Regions from separate parts of the Zea mays genome. Here region 1 is linked to region 2. Evidence: chromatin contacts called from public Hi-C data. All regions are on one chromosome and are shown on one strand. Each heading gives the region's core, a stretch centred on a gene start, on an enhancer-like site or on the middle of the called end of the contact. The rest is flanking DNA. Distances are from core to core; before and after follow the strand shown.

Region 1 (6,719 bases), core at 1,803-4,302, 140 kb after region 2:
GGATTTGGGGCGACACACTTTACGTACTCGAGCATGTTCTCTGCATTTGCTCGTATAGGTGCTCTTGAGCAGGGCAGATGGGTGCATGCACATTTGATTAAGTCTGGGCAGAAACTAACTGCCTTTGTGGGGAACACTATGCTTGGCATGTATGCAAAGTCCGGGAGCATGGTTGATGCTAGAAAGGTGTTTGATCGTATGGATAAGAGGGATCTAGTTACTTGGAACACAATGCTCACTGCACTTGCACAGTATGGTCTTGGAAAGGAAGCAGTCGCTCATTTTGAGGAAATTAGAAAATGTGGCATCCAGCTTAATCAGATCACCTTCCTTTCTGTCTTGACAGCCTGTAGTCATGGAGGCCTGGTGAAGGAGGGCAAGCACTACTTTGACATGATGAAAGACTATAATGTGCAGCCTGAGATCGATCATTATGTAAGCTTTGTTGATCTTCTTGGTCGAGCTGGCTTATTGAAAGAAGCTCTGATCTTTGTGTTTAAAATGCCCATGGAACCAACAGCTGCTGTTTGGGGAGCCTTGCTTGGGGCTTGCAGAATGCATAAGAATGCTAAAATGGGGCAATATGCAGCTGATCATGTCTTTGAACTTGATCCAGATGATACTGGTCCACCTGTGCTGTTGTATAACATATACGCTTCTACAGGTAAATGGAATGATGCTGCTAGAGTGAGGAAGATGATGAAGGCAACTGGTGTAAAGAAGGAGCCTGCATGCAGTTGGGTTCAGATCGAGAATTCGGTGCATATGTTTGTGGCAGATGACGATACCCATCCGAAATCAGGAGACATATATAGGATGTGGGAGGAGATAAACATGAGAATTAAAAAAGCAGGATATGTCCCCAATACAGCTCATGTGCTTCTGCATATAAATGAGCAAGAGAGGGAGACAAAGTTGAAGTACCATAGCGAGAAGATTGCACTTGCATTTGCGTTGATCAACATGCCTGCAGGGGCATCAATTCGGATCATGAAGAATATTAGGATATGTGGGGATTGCCATTCTGCATTCAAATATGTCTCCAAAGTATTCAAAAGAGAGATTGTTGTGAGGGACACTAACAGGTTCCACCATTTCAGCGAAGGCTCTTGTTCCTGTGGAGATTATTGGTGAATGGTGATTGTGGATTTTGGATGTTGGTGAATTCTCAGGCCCTAAAAGGCTAAAAGGAAAAACAAAACAGTGAAGTGGGAGCTTTGTAATAACAACTGGATCAAGCCTTTCCTTCGGTAGATCACAACAGCCATGCGGCTCGGAGAATTTGTTTCCCTCTAGATCATCCACATGCATCAAATTAACCTTCAACCAGGTGCCGCAGATTGCATTAGATGGTGTTGGACTGTGGATGGAAAGTACCAGGCAAAATCAGCTTATGATGCACAATTCAAGGACATCTTTATTTCCTTCAAGTCAAACCTAATTTTGAAGACAAGAGCTGAAAACAAATGTGAATTCTTTGCCTCTTGGACTGTCATACAAGAGAAGATCCTCACAGCCGATGGTTTGGCAATTCGTGGCTAGCCTCATCAATCAGTCTGTGTTCTTTGCAATGGTCCCTAGATTACCTTTATGCCTGCAGTGCCCTTATGCATAATTGATCTGGTCACAAGTCCTAGCCTCGGAACGGATTATTCTGCCTCATACGTGTGCCTGGGATAGCTTTCCTTCTGGTAATTTTCTTTCCTAGAATCCATTTTGCTGTGTTGACATAAACCAGATAGCTTGTGAGATGATATTTGTTCACGAGAATGACACAGTGAGTGTAGACATAGGTAATAGGTTCATGATTCTTTACTGGCGGATGATTTTGCTACAGAGTGTCCCGTTTTGCATTTCAGGTTATCCTAAGAAATACCAATGGCTCGGCTGCATCCTATTGCATGGAGCAGTTCTTGTCAGTTATAGTGTATCAGGAAACCGGTGCTTCCACACTATGGTTAAACGCCTCAATCAATGGCAACCCTTCCTGTTTGTTTAACTTTAACCTATATGGAAGAGACGAGTATACATGGGGGCATTGTTGTGAATTGATGTGGGGTGTCCGGATATCATATGAGAACCCCTCTGAGAAACAAAAGATGCTTCATCTGCACTGATGATGGTACCAGAGAGTACTGTGATCAGACTTTCAAACTTGAGGATGGATCACATCCTCCTATATGATAAGCGTTGTATGAGTGGGGTGCTGTACACGTGTACTATTCTATGGCCTTGAAGGTGCACCCTGCAAGGGGCTAATATATTGCTTACCACCGGCATTATCTGACGCTCTCTTCAGAGGTTTCTTGAGAACTTCTTTTGCAATTTAGAGCTGCAAATTCGTATTTATCATGCCTCTTGCAAACTCCACTCTAGCTGACCCCATTGTGTGGAAGCACTGGTTTCCTGATACACTGATACCCTGAGCATAATAATTTATCGTGCCCCTTGGTTTGTCATCAAGGGGGCTGAGCCCTGAGCATAATAATTTTGGAGGAACGGAGCAATCGGCAGCCTCTACTAGGGTAGCTTTCTTGTCCCATCTTCTATCTGACTCTCTATTTCAAACTCCATTCTATCTGCCTTTACTGTGCAGACCAGCCAAGTCCCGTCGGCGAGCGAGTGCCGGACCCCGCTCAGTTGTTGCCAGGGCAGTTGGGGTTTCGCTTTGCCCATACGTAAATACGTAATGTTTGGCTGTTGCCCTTGCCGCCTTGTGGAATTCGCTGGGCACGCCGCTATCCCGGCCCGTGGCGCGGAATTCGTGGTCGCCTCCGGGTTGCTGCACCGCACGACCGTGCCGGCGAAGCACGGGCCGCTCGGTTCCTTGTTTGGCGAATCACGAGAGTGCACGCGGTTCCCGTGCCCGCGTGCCGTGCGCCCCTGCCCCATCAAGCCCAAGGTGTGGGGGTTGCTCCAATCCAACAAGGCGACGCGAAGCGTGGCAGACTAGCTGGCAGGCATCGCAGTGGCTCGGGCGGGCGTCGTCGCACGTACACGCGCTCGATCAAGGAGCATACCGCTGCACTAGCGACATTGGTCTCCTGGTCGTTCGGTCTGTTCGTTTCTGGCGTTGGGCTAATATATAGGCCCGGCCAGCCGAGCGTGAGCCTTGGTGTGGCGTGCGTGCAAAACGTTAGATCGCCCGTCCCGCTGTCCATGTCCTCCGTCTACCGTCTACCATCGACACCACCTCGCCAGGCAGCGCGCAAAACCTCTCCCATCCGATCCTGCTCTCCGCTGTCTTCTCGACCGTACGAGGTAGGAGGTAGTACCACCATCCAATGCTGACGCACGCGTAGGGCATGGCTCTTGTTGTGACGCGGCGCAGTGCGTGCATGGACCAGCGGCCGCCGGAGCGCAATGCGAAGCGCGCGAGGGAGGAGGAGATCCATGCCGCGCCCGCGCAGCCGGACTTCCCCTTCGAGGAGGAGGAGGAGGAGGAGGAGGAGGAGGAGGAGGCCGCGGCGGGGGCGGGCGAGGCGTCGCGGCGGCCACCGGGGGTGTTCCAGTTCCCCTGGCAGAAGTGCCGCGGCGGGCTGGGCGTGTCCGCCGCTGGGTCGTCACGGGAGCTGCGCGACGTCTTCTTCCGCTCCCTCGTCGACGGGGGCGCCGCGGCCATCGGCGTGCCGGGGGACCGGCTGGTGTCGCCGCCGCCCGGCAGGCGCGCGCTCCTCGAGGGCGTCGACGCGTGGCTCGCCGCGGCCGCCGACGGCGAGGTGGACCCGGTCTGGCGGTCCGCGCTCATGGCCCGCTCGTCGAGGATGGACGGACGTGGGCCCTCCCCGCGCATGCTTCGACCCCGCGTGGCATCGAGTGCGCTGCGGTGCCCTCCATCATCAGCCGCGTGACGCTGAGGTGGCTCGAGGCAGCGCTGTGGGGACCGTGGGTGCTGATATGATGGAGTAGGCAAGAGGACCAAGGAGAAGCGGTAGAGAATCATGGCCAGTGGGTGGTGATCCTTGTCTTTCCCATGTTATCCGCACTGTATACTGTACAATTATCATTAGACATGCCGGCAAAAAAAAAAAGGTTCTGTAATCTTTTGGGGAAACCATTGCAACATCCGTTTCTCCTATTTCACCTAGATACTAGAGTAGACCATGGTAGATATAGAATTATAGATAAGGCCTTGTTTGGTTCTTTAGTCACTAACTAAAATTTAGTCGCTAAAGTATCCCGTTTGATTCCAGTGACTAAGAGCAACTCCAAAAGAAAGCTAAAAATATCCTCCCAAATAATAACTATTGGGGGCAGGCTAAAAATTTTTAGAGGTAAATTATAGTGTATACTCCAACAGTTTCTTAAACAAATGCTGAAAACTCCAATCTGGCCCAAGATGCAAGGCGTTTATTTTCCTACTAGGGTAAATTTAAGTGTGCCATAGCTATGCCAGCCTCTGAAGTCTGAATCATAGAACATGGGTAAGTTTTTGGACCTTGCTAGAAACTATAAACAGACAAATATAGCTTGAAACAACTGTCATCAGTCCCTGATCGAGGCACATAAGCTGTAAAAGATAAACAGACGATTGATCGAGATATCCATTATGAACATTGTGTGACATGCTAGTAATATTAACATATCAAGCAACGACCATGTGCCATGAACCATTCATTACTCCCCACCAGACTGTAGAATATCCCATCCACCTCCTACAAGCAACTGCAAGGGCATCAATACGTGGAGCAATCAAGAAATACAAAACTAATAGTTCTAGAACTAAATTACAACTCACATAAATTATCAAACGTAAACTCTACTATCTATTCAATCCTTATCTCAGGGCAGGGGGCGAGCAGAGGGCAGGGGCCGCGCTGTGCGTGCCTGCAAGGCTGCGCACTGTCGCTGCTACTAGTGGGCGGAGGACGGGGCTAGGGTTGGGCGCTGCTGGGGCTAGGAGCTGGTGGCTGGCTGCCGAGTGCGTCTGAACGGGAGGAGGGATGAAGGAGCCGACTCGACTGGACGAGATGTGAGGGCGCACCGAAGCCGCTGTCGCGGGAGCTGTTACCCTTGACGTCGTTGCTGCCGAAGTGCTTCAAAGTTCAAACCGGTGCCACTGCCGCAGCCGTTTTTGTGGCCGCTGCCGCTGCCACCGACCAGGGCCGGTCCTGACATTTCGGGGGCCCTAAGCAAAAATCTATATGAAGGCCCTATACGAAAAATTTAAATTTGCTATGACTGGAGACACTGTTACAATATTTTATGAGTCATAAAATTATACAAATTATGTAATATAACTCTGCATTTGGTTTGACTTTTGAGAGCGAGTATTTTTACTTTTAATTTGTCAAACTAACCTAAACCTTAAAATACACGGTAAACCAAATTTAAATACATTAGAGCAAATTTTCTGAAAACAAAGTTCAACAAACTAAACAATGATTAAGCAACATAGGTTATTGGGGTTGGCCCTGCGGTAGGATAGAATTAAGCAACGCGACAGGCACAAGTGTACAACACCTTCTGTCTTCTCACACCAATCAATATTTAGTATTTGTCCAAGCAGACTGTTGCGCGACCTCAAAGAGATGATTGCCAGAAAATCAAAGAGACACAACAAAAGAACGAGGATAGAAATTTATCTATAACGTATATGTATTTGGATATAAGCTGAATAAACGGGGGCCCTACGGACCTTAGGGGCCCTGAGCGGTCGCATACTCTGCATACCCTCAGGGCCGGCCCTGCCGCCGACACCGATCAGGCCTCTCCCACCATGGCTACAACAACACAAAAGCGCGCGAGGGCAAAAATGGGCGCCGGAAACAGGTGCTATGCGCGGCAGCGAAGGGATTAGGGGATTTCACCTTGCGCAAATTTGCGGGATGGATCGGCTCAGATGCGTGACGGCGAAGATATGGGGGAAGTTTGCACGAGCTGTTGGAGGAGGGAGAACGAGCTTTCTCCCTAAAAAAGGTTTTTCGGGGTCTTTTAGCATCGTTCTTAGAGATGCTCTAAACCGGACTAAAGAACATTAATTGATATGAATAATGACTGTTTTACCCCTATTAATTAATAGATGTTTGCTATAAGAAGAAAGTGGAGAGGAAGAAAGTGGAGTGGGTAAATAAGGTAAAAATACTACTTTAGTCCCTTTTAGACCTTGTTCCAATCTCGCGAGATAAACTTTAGCAGCTTTTTTTAGCTACTTTTAGCCATTTGTAATCTAAACAGGAGAGCTAATGGTGATAATTGAAGCTAAACTTTAACACTTCAATTCATATAGCTAAAGTTTAGTAGGAAACTAAAGTTTATCCCGTGAGATTGAAACGGGGCCTTAGTCACCTCCTTGGTGACTAAAGAACTAAAGTTTAGTCACCCCACTTTAGTCACCATGCTTGCTTCTTTAGGAACTAAAAGTGACTAAACTTTAGTCACCCCAAACCAAACGGGGCCTAAGGCTCCGTTTTAATCTCACGAGATAAACTTTAGCTATATGAATTGAAGTGCTAAAGTTTAGCTTCAATTACCACAATTAGTTCTCATGTTTAGATTACAAATGACTAAAATTAGCTAAAAAAAGCTGCTAAAGTTTATCTCACGAGATTGGAACATGGTCTAAATCAAACAAGATTTCTCTACCTCCCTGTAACCAACCATCCTCCATCTCCTCCACTAATTCTATTATCTTCATCCATCTTTAGGCTAGCTCCATTTTAAACCTCGTTTCAATAAATGACAAATGCCTCTCTTGGGTCTTCAGCCAGACATGATGG
Region 2 (6,509 bases), core at 1,814-4,313:
CTGGGTCGGGCGAAGTGGAGCTTCCTATGGTGCCTTCGGCAGGGCCTGACTTCCTGTCAGTCTCACTCTGTCAAGTGGCACCGCAGTCGGAGTGGCGCAGGCGGCGCTGTCCTTCTGTCAGGCCGGTCAGTGGAGCGGCGAAGTGGCGACGGTCACTTCGGCTCTGTCGGCCGGGGGGCGCGCGTCAGGATAAAGGTGTCAGGCCACTTTTGCATTAAATGCTCCTGTGATTTGGTCGGTCGGTGCGACGATTTAGTCAGGGTTGCTTCTTAGCGAAGGCAGGGCCTCGGGCGAGCCGGAAATATGTTCGCCGTTGGAGGGGGGCCTCGGGCGAGACGGAAATCCTCCGGGGTCGGCTGCCCTTGTCCGAGGCTAGGCTCGGGGCGAGGCGTGATCGAGTCGCTCGAATGGACTGATCCCTGACTTAATCGCACCCATCAGGCCTTTGCAGCTTTATGCTGATGGGGGTTACCAGCTGAGAATTAGGAGCCTTGAGGGTACCCCTAATTATGGTCCCCGACAAGCAGCGTGTTATAACCTCATATAGCCCGCTATATCCCGATATAACCCGTTATTTGCACTTTTGAGAAGCACGCCGCTAAACCCCTTAGCCTGCTATTTAAAACATTGCTTACACCCTTCACTTATATATATATATATATATATATATATATATATATATATATATATATATATATATATATATATATATATAATCAACACATTAAATAAAGTAGTGGTTGTCATTTCTCCCAAAACTCGTTTTCATTCATTCACAACCCATGTAATTGGTTGTACGAGCGTCTAGCGCCTGGCTAGTTGCAGCCTGACTGGTTGGGTACGTACTCGGATTGCATATATGAGGATGCAAGAAAAGCTACATAATTTGACTTTGATTGCACCAGCACATCAGGGCTCTATTTGTTCCGTATAGACAAGCAAACACAAGATGAGGTCTGGTCATTGTATATGGAGAGCCTAGTTGAGCTCACGCGGGTAACGAAACATATGGAACATATCTCTACTAACTATTAAGAACCTATTGTAGACTGCCCCCGCCTCTACGCCCGCTCTACGCCCGTCCGCCCGCAATCCCGCCGCGGCCGCCCGCAATCCCGCACGCCGCAAACCCCGCCGGCTGCCCGCAATCCCGCGAACCGCCCTCCCTGCAATCCCGCGAACCGCCCTCCCTGCAATCCCGTCGCGGCCGCCCTCCCGTCCGCGACTCCGCGCGTGCAGGCGCGCGACATCCTATCGGGCGGCGAGAAGGATCCGATGACCACCAGTGCCAACCTGATCGCTCCCTGTCGTGATGCTCTCCGCGATCCGACCCAGGCCGACGCCGACGACCCTTCTCCCGCCGGCGGCCATGGCGTACAGCGACCGCGTCACCACCTTCGAGGACTCCGAGAAGGAGAGCGAGTACGGCTATGTTCGCAAGGTCCGCGCCTCCCCCTTCCTCTCCCGCCCGCATCGCTTGCGCCTAGATCCCGCTGCTCGGTTTCGCGCGATCTATAGTGGGCGTGGGTTGCACGCCTGCACGGCACTGTGTATGGGTCGTCGGCTTCTGGCGTGCTCGGATCGAGCTGAATTGCTCTCAGATTTGGTTACCTGCGGGTTCTAGGCTTGGGATTTGGGTGATGTCGGCGGTTACTGTCAGTGGCTTCCCCTCCCGCCTCACACCATCACCTCCAGTCATCCGCACACCAGCCGGTGACCCTGCGTGGCTGCCTGTGTTCCTCTATCTCCTCCCGCCTCTGATGGATCGTAAACGGAGCCCGGCCACGGCGGATGCGCCTGTGCGGCCTGAGGGCAGCGGGAGCCAGCAGCCGCTGCTCCACCAAGGCGGTTGCACCGCTTTGGGAGCGCTTATGCCCCAAAGTGAGCGTTACCCGTGACCTGTCCTCTTAGCGCTTGAGCCCACTGAAGCGTGTGTTTAGTGTCGCTTTTGAACCCTAGGAGAATTTGTGTTTTGTTTTGGCCCTTATGAGCCTCCAAAATATCTTTAAGTCCATTAACGATAGCTCAATTTGTCCTATATGTATGACCAGCGATCAGGAAAAGAACTACAGGTCGTCAACTTTTTTTCTCGGAGAAGAAACAATGACAGCATTTGGGTGGTCTGTAGATATGGATGAAAACGAGATGTGAAGTCATTTTATGTATTTATGTGAACCGCTTGCTGGTTGATGTACAATTGTACAGACTATAGTGTAGAAAAGAAATGCAGTGTTAACAAACTGATGTACAGTCACTGATGTAGTCATGTTTGGTAATTGTTTCAGATTTCATTGTTGATTGCTGATGCTCATCACTATACAAAATATATATAACAGTACATACTTCAAATTGGTTTTAAATAGGTTTAATGCCTTTCCTCTTTGGTCTTGGATACATTGTTGATTGCTGATGCCTTGTGTTTTTGGTATTCTGTTGTTTGAATCGCTCAGCAAATGTAATAATTGTTTACCGAATATTTGAGGAGTTATTATGTTAAGAGTCTTGGCATGACATAACCTAAGCTAAAATTATAGGCACACAAGTGGCCACCCTTCCAATGGCGGTGGAGAAGTCCAGCAGCGGCACATCAACTCCCTCCACCACGGGTATGTACCTATATGTATCAATAAAAAAGTTTCCTCTATTGACACAAGTAATTATAAAACATTCTATCACGTGGCTACTTTTGTTCACTACAATCAAACATCAACTAAACTATATATCTATATTTTATACTAATTACTAAACTATATATCTATATTTTATACTAATTTTTAAATCCCGTTGCAACGCACGGGTATGTACCTAGTACACCTAATAATTTCCCAAACAAAATAGTTGTCATATAAGTTAACTAAGTTTCGTCATGAAAGTTAAACATTAGCGAGGTGATGGTTGGTTGCTCCACGCCTCCATGCGCCATGGCCCATGGCCCAACAAGGAGCGGAACACGGGCCACGGAGACTGTAATTCGTCGGGCTCATCCGCCTTGTGGGGGCCCCTCAACCGAGTCGTCCAAGAGAAGGTTTTGAATGCACTGCGACGCTTGGACTCCGACTCTCCGTGCATCGTCCACTACCAGTCTACCACTCTACCCACAAGAGTTCATGGCGTTCGGGGCAGCCTCACCACTTCACCAGCGGTAGGGCACGACTCGGCGCCGGCGGCGAACGGCGGCGGATCGAGGGAGGGAGCGGGGCCTGCAGAGGAAGGGGTGTTGGGAATGCGGGTAGTGGAGGGGGCACCGGAAGCTGACGAGGAGGAAGAGAAGTGGCTAGGGCAATACTCTTCTACGCAGAGCATACTGCTCGTCGGCGACGGGGATTTTTCGTTCTCACTGGCGCTGGCCACAGGGTTTGGCTCCGGGGCCAACCTCGTCGCCACGTCGCTCGACACCTACGGTTCGTCCGCTTTCGCTCTCTCGTGCCTCGTAAATGTGGCTCCCTTATTGCTCGGCATTAGTGGTAATGGGTGATGCTCTTTTCGTCCCTTTGTGCATTGGACACGGAAACACATGGAACTGCTGATTCCACGATTCGGATATGGCATTGGTTATATGTGGATTGGACGCATTTGCTCCATTGGGATCAAGGTTATCTTGAAATGGGTCGTGGGTGCCATTACAGTGGGTGATGGAAACGACATTGCAATTGTAACATGATTCTGATTTCTGGAAGAGCTAGGACTATGGATTTGTGGGACGCCCTTGAACATCGCAGTGCATTATTTATTCTTGAAAATGGACTTCTTGCTATTGGGAAAATTAACTAAAAATCGGTGCCTCTTCTCTGAAAAAACCCCTAAAAACCCTTTTGTTAACTTCTCTAATCAGTGATGGTGCTCCAGACTTCAGTGCCATACTCATGCATATTGTTTCATACTACTAGTACTAGGTACTCTGACCTAGTTTATAGAAAAATGCACCACATCTACATCATAAATTTAGGTTTATTAAATCTACCATGAAATATGTCTTGAGATTTCATTTGTTTGATATTGTAGTTGTTAATATTTTTTCTATATCTCGATCAAAATAAAGAAGTTCGATTTAGGACGAAACTAAGACCTACATTTTGGAACGGAGCAGTATAAGTATTTACTGAAGAACATACCTATTGAGCTAGTTAGACTTTCTTATTTCTTTTTCTGCCTTTTACATAGTTGGACTTTCAATGTTGTCAAATGCACCACATCTACATCATAAATTTAGGTTTATTAAATCTACCATGAAATATGTCTTGAGACATGTTTATTGTGCAGATGAAAATGTCTAGTTTTTGTCACTTCATTTTATCTTTGACGTGTAGACTTCTTCTATGACTAGATGTTTGAAGCACATTGCCAGTTGTTTGCACATTGTTAACCTCCAACACAATGTATCGACAACTTCTCTTCATCAAGTTTAATAATCGGGCAAAATGAGCAAATCAATTGCTTTTTAACCAGACTGGAAAGAAAACTAAAGAAAATAGCTAGCTAGAACAATCATACTGTTCGCTTGGCTTTAATACGTAACGGCTTCTACTTCTTCTACAGTGTTTTTGTCTTTATAGATTACAGCTGCATCATTGTGGTATTGTGCCTTAAAAGCCCCTGTTCACGCATGCACTCACTCAACCACCCACTGACATCGATAATCGTATATCAAGCTACCTAATAAAATTGTCCCAGAAAATTTGTATGTAGTATCTGAATTTCCTATTTGCTTCAGTCTTTTTGGTTCAAGACACATGTAGCGCTAAGCTGTCCCACTTACCTTATATCAAGGGGATAACTTATGTCCTATTTTGATCCTTTTTAGTTGTACTTATCTATTTTCTCTCTATATCTTGTGGGCAATCCTCTTTTACAGAGGCACTGGGCAACAAATTCTGCAGAGCGAAGTCTAATATAACAGCCCTGAAAAGTTTGGGAGCTACTGTTTTGCATGGCATTGACGTGAAGACAATGAAGTTGCAGATTGACCTGAAAAACAGACGGTTTGATCGGATTATCTATAACTTTCCTCATTCTGGCTTCAAAGGAAAAGAACATGAGGTGCACATGATCAAGTAATTGTGCTATCTTCTTTTCTCTTTTGCACTTGATCATTTTTAAATCATGTGTTCGTAAACTTATTATTGTTGATCCTGTGTATTGATCGTATCATGATTTTTTGTTGTTGTTAATATTCATTTGGTTATATCTTTATATGAAAAGTTATGTTTTTTTTGTTTAGTACACCTATAGCCTGAGGCTTCTATTAGGTTTCAACTTTAGCCTACCCCAAATTGCTTGTGAATAAAAGGCTTTGTTGTTGTAGTACTACACCTATAGGCCGAGCTAACCTTGGATAGAATCTCAATCAAATTGTCCCATTTTCAGTTTCCATCTTGGCTACCACTTGTCACTTCTAATAAACTTGTTTTTAGATGAACTTCAAGTTCTTATGCTTGCATTAAGAATATGAAACATCTTACATATGCATTCAAGGATAAGTTGCAGAGGTTATATTTTTCCTACATGGTTCATAAGCAAGAAAATGTTTATGCTTTAAAACTTCCAAGAAGAATAAGCTAAGAAAAAAAACTGGTAGAACTACGGATTTTACCGGGCAGATTGCGCAGATTGTAGGGTGGGGATTTGGTGCGACCAGGGCGGCGGCGCTGAGGCGCCGTCGTGATCCTGGCTGGGTCGCGCGCAGGGAGAAGATCACAGGAGACTCTGGCTCCCTCTGGGAAGCCAGAATAGATTGGAATTCTGCTTATCTTTATTCCAAAGTTTACAGATCTATATATAGAGCTATCTCAAGTTTATCTACTAACTTTGGATAAGTATAACTATCTAGATAGAGCTGATCTAAGTCTATCTACTAACTTTGGATAAGTATAACTAACTAGATAGAGCTGATCTATTAGCTATTGGGCCTTGGCCCCCACCTGGGCAGCCTTGGCCCTATTGCGCCTAACATAGGCTTGGCCATACATAACAAAAACATTGTTGTTTCATGAACTGTTGCACATGGGTTTTCTTTGAAGTATTTTATGATAGTTTTTTTTCCGACACTAGAAAATTATCCTAGTATGTGTCAGTAGAAGTTTGGGGGAATTGCATGGCTGCCCCTACTTGGGCATGCAACTCGGTTCTTACCCCTATTTTTTTTAAGTTTGCACGTATGCTCTTTTTAAAAAAAGCGAACAGGCAATTTGCCCCTATTTCATTATCAACACTTCACGGTGTTAATCCAGGCTGCAAAAAAAAATGCCCATACCCTTACACCATTGCTTTATCAATTATTTATGAATTTACCTCCACTTTGATACGAAAGTTTGGAATATAATTGTGACATAAATCTCACCATAAATTTTGAAAATCGACATTTTAACTTTGAATTTAAAAATATTTCAAAATTGATGAAAATAATTTTAATTTGTCATTAAATTTTGATAACATTTTGGTTATACTTTGAAAATATTTTACAATGGTGTCAAAATATAATTAGAATATTTTCAAAACTATAATTAAAATAT

Evidence for each region. Hi-C and Micro-C count contacts between places; a contact is called where the count stands out from the background.
Region 1: a contact with region 2 is called in a Hi-C map of tassel, with 2.5 times the contacts expected there. The contact joins the promoter of LOC103632919 here to the promoter of LOC100277735 in region 2. A contact is called at or near these places in 2 of 25 Hi-C or Micro-C datasets (ear and tassel).

The regions. Positions count from the first base shown.
Region 1 is chr7:136,449,556-136,456,274 of Zm-B73-REFERENCE-NAM-5.0, forward strand. It overlaps LOC103632919, which reads left to right and starts at 3,053. Exons shown (of 2, transcript XM_023300673.1): 1 at 3,053-3,261; 2 at 3,348-4,192. The coding sequence starts at 3,160. The coding sequence ends at 3,851. It overlaps LOC100279479 (Tetratricopeptide repeat (TPR)-like superfamily protein), which reads left to right. Exons shown (of 1, transcript NM_001152481.1): 1 at 1-1,833. The coding sequence ends at 1,134.
Region 2 is chr7:136,310,441-136,316,949 of Zm-B73-REFERENCE-NAM-5.0, forward strand. LOC100277735 reads left to right here and starts at 3,064. Exons shown (of 3, transcript NM_001412142.1): 1 at 3,064-3,401; 2 at 4,853-5,051. The coding sequence starts at 3,224.